Regions from separate parts of the Mus musculus genome. Here region 1 is linked to region 2. The links are chromatin contacts, called in public promoter capture Hi-C maps. All regions are on one chromosome and are shown on one strand. Each heading gives the region's core, a stretch centred on a gene start, on an enhancer-like site or on the middle of the called end of the contact. The rest is flanking DNA. Distances are from core to core; before and after follow the strand shown. Region 1 holds the start of Dnah14 (dynein, axonemal, heavy chain 14). Region 2 holds the start of Lefty2 (left-right determination factor 2).

Evidence for each region. Promoter capture Hi-C pulls out the DNA fragments that hold promoters and counts their contacts.
Region 1: a contact with region 2 is called in a promoter capture Hi-C map of embryonic stem cells, with 2.4 times the contacts expected there. The contact joins the promoter of Dnah14 here to the promoter of Lefty2 in region 2. A contact is called at or near these places in 4 of 39 promoter capture datasets (embryonic stem cells, hippocampal neurons, neural stem cells and 1 more) and 1 of 115 datasets of contacts at active chromatin or transcription factors (embryonic stem cells).

Annotation. Positions count from the first base shown.
Region 1 is chr1:181,575,027-181,579,130 of GRCm38.p6, forward strand. Dnah14 (dynein, axonemal, heavy chain 14) reads left to right here and starts at 1,567. Exons shown (of 87, transcript NM_001377039.1): 1 at 1,567-1,702.
Region 2 is chr1:180,891,268-180,895,924 of GRCm38.p6, forward strand. It overlaps Lefty2 (left-right determination factor 2), which reads left to right and starts at 1,841. Exons shown (of 4, transcript NM_177099.4): 1 at 1,841-2,166; 2 at 2,868-3,114; 3 at 3,329-3,574. The coding sequence starts at 1,917.

The sequences.
Region 1 (4,104 bases), core at 317-2,816, 680 kb after region 2:
TTGATCTTAACTGGAACCATATGTAGTGAGTAACTGAGCATTTTCACCATTCTGTGTCCTGGTTAGTTTTTACTGACCCACTTGCCTAGGGGTAGCACCACCCACAGTGGGCTGGGCCTCCCACATCAATCATCAATCAAAACAATGTCTCACAGATATTGTCACAGGTCAATCTGATGGAGACAATTCTTCTTGAGCTTCTGTCTTCCCAGTTGACTTGTGGTTGTTGACAGTCACCAAGACAGTGTCTGAGGGCTTGTCTTTCTCTCATCGTAAAGTGGATACAGAGAGATTTAGTAATGAGGCTTAGTACAGTCACTCTTCACACCATTAATAATAATTAATTTGTATAGGAAGATACAAATCCATGATAGGAATCTCTAAAAACTTCAGTACTCCTAACAGGTCTGAGATTCTGCACCTCATATTCAGAAGTTCTGGGTCTAAGTTCAAAACCTACTGCTTTGCCTCCAGCAGAGATTGAAGACAGAGGAAAATGGCAGACTAACCATACTGCTTGTGCACAGATCTGCAGAGTTGTAACAATTGGAATTGGGATAGGAAGTGAGGGAGAGGGAAGGGCTGAGATTGAGTTTCACAACTGGGGTAAACAGAAGCAGGATTTGCTCAGGCAATGATGGCTGGAGGGAAACTTGACCTCAGGAAACTCCTCATAAGCCATCTTTTTTTTGTTATCTATCTTTCCTCCTCTTCTGCTAAAATGTAATCTCTTGTTTTATTAAAACAGATTTCTCTCAGCTTTCTGGATAGCTCTATTAAACTAAATATGATTTATTTACATATAACATTTTAATTTTTTTCCTTTAAAAGTGATGTCCCCTTATCTCCAACTTCTCTTACCAAATAGCTCTCCAAAAAATTCATCTCTTACTGTGACATATTGGAATGATCACGTCCTTAGCCCTATGAATATTGAAAATTGAAAGCTGATTATCTCGCCCCTCCCAATTAGTCATCCATTTTACAGACCCAACACATCTCTATGCTGTTTCTCTGCCTTTGTCTCTACCAACAAATAAGTAAGTCCTCAATAAATAGGTGAATAAAATATAGGGCGTCAATAAAGCCGTGTAAGACATGCAAATGGGAATTCACGAATATATGTAACCTTATTATTTAGGAATGCCTATACCTCTTGTACTCTTCACAGTACTTTTATTAGTCTCTTAATGGTGTTCTGTTTTCTTTGAGCTAGGGTCTCACTAATGTAGCCCAGGCTGATGCTCACATTTGTGGTCCTCTTAGCCAAGCGGGATTTAGAGATGTGGACACCAGGCTTGGCCGTAGTAGGTCATATGCACAGTCTGTGTAAATCATAAATGAAAGGTCCCCTCTTTCAAACGCTCAGATCTTACTCTTCACACCTATAGGTATCTCCCCCTTGGGCCCTGCCTGGCAGATTGCAGGCGGGGCTGTCAGAGGGAGGTCTTATCTGTGCTGAGCCATACAGCGGACCAGGCTTGAGCACTTCCGGTACTCACTCCGCCCCAGCGCCTGCCCCTAGCAACTGCGGGGCTCCTAAGGCCTTGGCTCCCGAGGCACGAGGCGCTTGACCGTTACTGAGTTGGGGCTGGGGCAGTAGTCTCTAAACTTGTGCCTGTGTATGCTCCTGGACTATGCAGTGCTGAGGCAGGAAAAGGAAGAAGGGGAGGAGGAGACCTTGACTGCCACAGCATACCAGGTAAACGAGGTAAACAGGTGTCTGCCCTGGGCCTCTGTGCCTGGGTCCTTGGGAGTGCCCGCACAAGTGTCTCAGAGCCCTGTCCTTCCTCAGAGAAGCAGTTTCCTAGTTGCTACTGATCAACCAGGCTTCAGCGACCCGTTCCCAGACTACGAGATTTTAAAGCTTGCTTTTTTTTTCCAGTCATAAATAAGTGATGTTTGTTGCTCTTTGCAAAACCTTGCTGCTGTTTAACATAGTCACGCACCTGCCGCTTTGTTCTAGTTTGTGTCTCTGTTGCTGTGATTCAACACCTACCGAAAGTAACTTGGGGAAGGAAAGGGTTTATTGGGCTTACACATTATAGCCCCTCATGGAGAGACACCAGGGCAGGCACTGAAACAGAGACCGTGGAGAAACCCTGCCCTGCCCTCTCATGACTTGTTCATTTTCCTGTCTTATACAGCGCAGGTCCAGTTGCCTAGCGATGGCTCTGCTCCCAGTGGTCACCGTTCTCCTACATCCCCTTAGGACCCAACTGCATCAATTAGCAGTCAAGAAAATGCCCAACATATAGGTCTGCAGGACATTCCAATGGGACCAGTCCCTCATGTGAGAATTCTTTCCCTCATGTGGGACAACTGAAGCTGTGACAGGACTTATGTGCGCAAATAACACATGGTCCCTAAGAGGATGGCTTCCCAGACACCACCTCTCTCAGATTCATGAAGCCCAACTCTAAATATCCTCATCTATACATATAACCCATCATCCTCTGGAAAACGTGAGATAATTTAGATTACTGGCGCTATCTACCCAATACAATGTAATTCTGTGTCATTACCTCGTGACACAGTAGCATTGAGGTGATAAAGGCAACAGACAAGTGAAAAAATCCTCTGTGTATGCTCAGTAAAGACAGCCATTGTAGACATGCTGAGTGTTCAGTATGTGGAAAATTCAAGCTTTGCTTTGGGGAATGTCCTGCAATTATTTTTTTGCTTGGTTCTCAAGTGCTGGAATTGTAGGTTTGTAGCCCAGCATGGTTATAGTCCTGCCCCCCCGTCAGCCCCCCCCCCACGTTTCTCTTCCCACCTTCCACTATGTCCTCTTCCCCTCCTCTCTTCCCCCTCTTTCCATACTGCAGGTTTTCCCAGGGCTCTCCACATGCTCGGTAGATACTCCACCATTGCTCCATATCTCCAGCCCTCAATTTTTAAAATTTTCTTTCAGACGATGCAAAGATCTTTAAAATACTTTAGTTCAGATAATTTTTTCCTGACATCTATTAAAATATGGCTTTGTATTTTAACCACATTTTCCTTCCTTCTCCCTCCCCTTCCCCCTCCCCTCCTTCCCCCTTCCCCTCCCCTGAGCCCTCTCCCCTCCTCTTTTTGGCTGCATAGCCAAGATTGGTCTTTAACTTCCGATCTTCCCTCCTCAGCCTCCTTAGTGCTAGAATTACAAGCCTGTACCCCTGTGTCCAAGTACACCTAACTTGCGTGTATGTTTCTTCATGTTCATGGAGAGGGTAGTACACATGTGTACATGCATGTGGAGGTCAGAGGACTGCCTTGGGTGTTGCTCAGTCCCATGCTCTGTTTTCTTTAAGACAAGCCTTCTCATTGGTTGGAAGTTGACCAAGGAGGCAAGACTGGCTGTTCAGTGGGCTCCAGGGATCCATCTGCATCTACCGCCCATCTTTCTATCGTTGGGATTTTAAGTGTGGGCCACCACACACAGCTCTTTAAGATGTAGGCTCTGGGGACCCTAATTCAGGTCCTTGCACTTCTGAGGCACACACTTTACCCACTGAGCCGTTTCCCCAGCACCACACTTGTACTCCTTGGGGACACAGTTGTATTCTGTTGGCAGTATTTGTTACCTCTGCCTTCATGCTTGTTACATCGGCATGTGCGCGTGTACTACACACATCGGGGCACACCCAGTGACTCTCAGGTGTGAGGTGCACTCTACACCCCCAGTTGTATCTCCAGCCCTCTTGCCACTTTAATTTTGAGACGGGTCTCACTAAGCTGCCCAGGCTGACCTTGAACTTTGGCTGTATCCTAGGCTGTCCTCCCATCTCATTCTCCCAAGTAGCTGGGACTGCACAGCCTATGCCACCAGGACTGCTCACTGTATTTTTTTTTTGCGTCCTTGTATCTTAGACTTCTCATCTGGGATTATTGTTACTTATGAAATGTGTGGGTTTACCTTTCTTTTATGTGCGCACTGATTCTCCTGATTCTGTTTGTTGGAAGATGTGTTTATTATGTCTCACCTATTTCCCGACACTTCCTCCATTTTCTCTCTGGTAGCTCTGGGAATTGAACCCAAGGTCTTGTGCACACTGGTCAGGCCTTTATCATTGAGCTTCACCTTAGTCCTCTGCCTTGCCCTTTTTGTTGTTTGTTTTGTTG
Region 2 (4,657 bases), core at 591-3,090:
AGGGTTTCTCTGTATAGCCCTGGCTGTCCTGGAACTCACTCTGTAGACCAGGCTGGCCTCGAACTCAGAAATTCTGCCTCTGCCCCTCGAGTGCTGGGATTAAAGGCGTGCGCCACCCTGCCCGGCAGTTATGTTCCTCTTCTAAGTTCTGAGCCCACCCACTTACTACTATAAATCTTCTACATATATTAATATGTACGTGAGAATGTGTACATATGTGTGCTCGTGCATGCACTCGTGTGTGTGTGTGTGTGTGTGTGTGTGTGTGTGTGTGTGTGTGTTTGGGCTGTTACCCAGAGCCCTTGAACCTGAGAGGGTTTTCTCTGCTCTCAGGGTTGTTTGAGAAAGGTAGAACACAGCGCATACACACCCAGGGGCCAGTGTCCTCCTGGGAAGGCAGAGAGGTGATCCCTGTCCACCAGGCCCTTTGGCCCTTAAGCTCCTCTGTGGCCATTGTTCACCTCTCATTGGCTACAGGAAAGGTTTCCTTCTGCACACACTTAGACCTCTGAGCCAGAGAGGCCTTAGGGGGCAGATGCAAATATCTGTATCGCAAGGTCTCCTCTAACTGCATACTGTGACAGGACAGGTGACTTTGTCCTGTAGTGAGCTGACCAGCATCTGAAAGATGCACTTGCAGCTAAAACCTGCCTCGTAAGGGCTGTGTGGAACCCTACTCCCAGCTTGGGATGGGGCCTGGCACACATGATCACTCATACGATGGATGTCTGCTGAGGATGTATCTTGCATGCGCATATGTTATGTATTTGTTTTGAGACAGGGTCTTCTGTCATTGTCAACTGCTCCTTTAGATAATAAAAACACAAGGCATTGAGAATTTATAAAATTTACCAAGTATCAAGACCCAGCTGTTGTAAACTGGGAGCTAGAAGAAGTAGGGCCAGTCAGGTGCCTGCAGCTGTGGACTGGACATGTTTCCAGGCAGATTTGGCCTCTGGATGGTTTCTGTCTCTAAGTCTGTGGTATGAGCAAGACACAAGCCTGAGCGCTTGTGGTATGAGCCTAGTGGGCGAGCCCTCCCAGAAGGAGTTGCTGTCTGAAGAGGCACATTCTGTGGCACTCTGAGAGCAGAGAGACATGCGCAGTCTTCATGTTTCCTGAGACTATGCTAGCAAAATCTCTAGTTAGCGGCATCTGTCTTCCTCTGGCATGGGAGGGGTGGGGTGTGATGAGGACCGTGACGAACCTGGACAGACCCGTGGGGGTACTGAAGGATGTATACGGTTCCTTTGACTCCGGGGTATCTGTGGAATTGACCAGAGACAGCTGGAATACAGGACTCTGCCCCTCTTTGTTCCTCCACGGACAAATCTAGACCTCCACTGGCCCATGGAGAATCTTCCAGAGTCTTAAACAGGTCTGGCATAGTGATACACAGCTGTAGTTCTAGCATGCAGAGGATGATGGGAGGAGGATTATCACAAGTTTGGGGTCCGCCTGACCTAGAGTCGTTTCTGAAGAATTCAGCCCAGCCATGGCTATGCAGGTAATATAGTACTTCAACAACTGGTGAAAGAGTCTCTCTGTTTTTTGCCCCGAGGAATTCTCTATCCCACAAAACAGACGGTGATATTATCAGATAATTCCAACAAGAGCGAACAGTATCGTTGAGAGGCAGTGACCCCACAGACAGAAATCTCAGTCCGTGTGTCTTCCAGACAGCTCTCTGTGTCCTTTCTTAGACAGCCCCTCCTCAGGGCGCAGGGGCTTGTCTCATGCTGAGTTCCCAGGAGGTCCCAGGGGTGTGACCTTTCTTGTCCTTCCTCCCTGCCCCCCACCCCAGGGCCAACTATAAAGAAGGCCAGTGCCAGCCCTCAGCAGACCGTCTAGGTCCCAAGAACTTTTCAGGGCACTTTTAGGGACGCATATATCCACGATTCCTCCTGGGCAGCGCCATGAAGTCCCTGTGGCTTTGCTGGGCACTCTGGGTACTGCCCCTGGCTGGCCCTGGGGCAGCGATGACCGAGGAACAGGTCCTGAGCAGTCTACTGCAGCAGCTGCAGCTCAGCCAGGCCCCCACCCTGGACAGCGCGGATGTGGAGGAGATGGCCATCCCTACCCACGTGAGGTCCCAGTATGTGGCCCTGCTGCAGGGAAGTCACGCTGACCGCTCCCGAGGCAAGAGGTTCAGCCAGAATTTTCGAGGTGAGCTCTTCCTGCTGTCCCTGGTCTCTAGACAGGGCAGACTGACCATGCCCACTCTGGTGATGTAGACCCTTTCTTTGTGTGTGTGTTGAGAGGTGTGACCAAGTCCTCAGGACTCTCAAGGCCAGGAGGAGATATACATCAGGCTGGAGTGACTGACAAGACCCAGACTCAGAGAAGAATAGAGCAGGGCAAAACAGGATCATAGGGTATGGGTAGGTGTAGCAAGGACCCAGTTCTTCTGGAGACAGTAGTGTGACTTCTGGGGTGACTATCTAGGACCATCTGGGACAGTGGCCAACTGTGTCTTGTGCTATGAACACTGAAGTAAATTACTGGTTGAAGCTACTTTGGGTTAAAAGCAAACAAAACGTCCAGTATTCTGAGAACAGTATAGCCCGCTAGTGAGATGCAGGAGCCTAAATGGAGCCTCTCCCCGTTAGGGCTGGGATCAGAAAGAAAGCCAGATCCATGACCCGGCTTCTATAAGGACCCTACTCTCTTCAGCTTCATTACTTCTGGATCCCAAAGCTCTTTGTGCTTGCTTGGGGAGGTTTAGTGAACAAGCTCTTGCTGGAGATTTTAAAAAGGCACAGAACTGTAACGGCTCTGTCCTGGCCTCCTTCAAGTACAGTGGCTCTGCCATCCTAGAGGTCTTGTGATACCTGGAGAGGCCCGGCTGACTCTGTCCTTGTCCACAGAGGTGGCAGGCAGGTTCCTGATGTCAGAGACCTCCACTCACCTGCTAGTGTTCGGAATGGAGCAGCGGCTGCCGCCTAACAGCGAGCTGGTGCAGGCTGTGCTGCGGCTGTTCCAGGAGCCTGTGCCCAGAACAGCTCTCCGGAGGTTTGAGAGGCTGTCCCCACACAGTGCCCGGGCTCGGGTCACCATTGAATGGCTGAGAGTCCGTGAGGATGGCTCCAATCGCACTGCCCTCATCGACTCTAGGTAGGGGATGCTGCTGGATGCTGTTGTTGCTGATGTGTGTGTGCGCGCACGTGCGCGCGTGTGTTGGGGGAGTTGGGAAGTGAGGGACTCGCCCATGCAGGGGGAGGGGAGCAGCAGATGATAGGGATGGGTACCGGACGGGACAGACTCCTCCTTCAGGGCCTCCCTAACAGCCTGCCAGTCCCCTTGCCTGACGCGCACTGCTGTGTCTCAGGCTCGTGTCCATCCACGAGAGCGGCTGGAAGGCCTTCGACGTGACCGAGGCCGTGAACTTCTGGCAGCAGCTGAGCCGGCCGAGGCAGCCGCTGCTGCTCCAGGTGTCGGTGCAGAGGGAGCATCTGGGGCCGGGGACCTGGAGCGCACACAAGTTGGTCCGTTTCGCGGCGCAGGGGACGCCGGACGGCAAGGGGCAGGGCGAGCCACAGCTGGAGCTGCACACGCTGGACCTCAAGGACTACGGGTAGGCTGGAGGTTGGGTGGCTAGGGATGCAATAGACCCGGTCCTCCTCCCTCTCTGCCCCCAGCCGCGCCGAGATTTTGTACCAGCTTAGGTGTGAACTGTGTAGGCTGCCCCGGGAGATGAGCCATTCCTACCTATAATACTTTCTAGCGGTGCGTTTAGAAATGGTATTATAATATTGAATTATAACATTCTATTTCCACTGTCCCCTTCAAGAGTAAGTCTTTGAAGATTTTTAGCTTCAAGCCAGGCATTGGTGGCACATGCTTTTAATCCCACACTTGGAAGGGAGAGGCAGGCAGATCCCCGAGTTCGAGGCCAGTCTGGTCTATAAAGGATAGCTAAAGCTACACACAGAGACATCCTATTTCAAAAAACCCAAACCAAACCAAACCAAACAACCAACCACTAAAAACAGAACAAACAACAACAAAACCCATCTTATTAGGCATATACTTTAAACATTTGTATTTGCTACTATTGCGCATGTGTGTCCGTGTGTACACACTGTGTTCTACTCTGTCACCTTTATATGAGTTCCAGGGATCCAATCCAGCCCAGGTCATCAGTTTTGCATGGCAAGCTCTTTACCTGCTAAGCTACCTTGCCTCCCCTGCATATACTCTTTGTTGTTGTTAAAAATTCTTTATTTTGGGGGAATTTTATTCATATATACAATGTATCTTTATCATAGCATTCTCTACTCCCCATCTTGCTCCTCCTGATAAGCATTATAGTGTGTGTGTGTATAGGGGTGTGTGTGTGTGCATATATGTGGTATGTGTGTTGTGTGAAGTATGTGTGCATGTGTATATGTGTGGTATGTGTGGTGCATGTGGAATGTGTGGTGTATGTGTGTGTGGTGTGCATGTGTTGTGTATGTGTTGTGTGATATGTGGTGTGTATATGTATGTGTGGTATATGTGTGTGTAGTGTGTATGTGTGTGGGGTGTGTATGTGTGGTGTGTGTATTTATGTGTGGTATATGTGGTATATGTGGTGTATGTGTGTGGGGTGTGTATGTTTGTGGGGTGTGTATGTATGTGTTGTATGTTTGGTGTATGTGTATGTAGTGTGTATGTG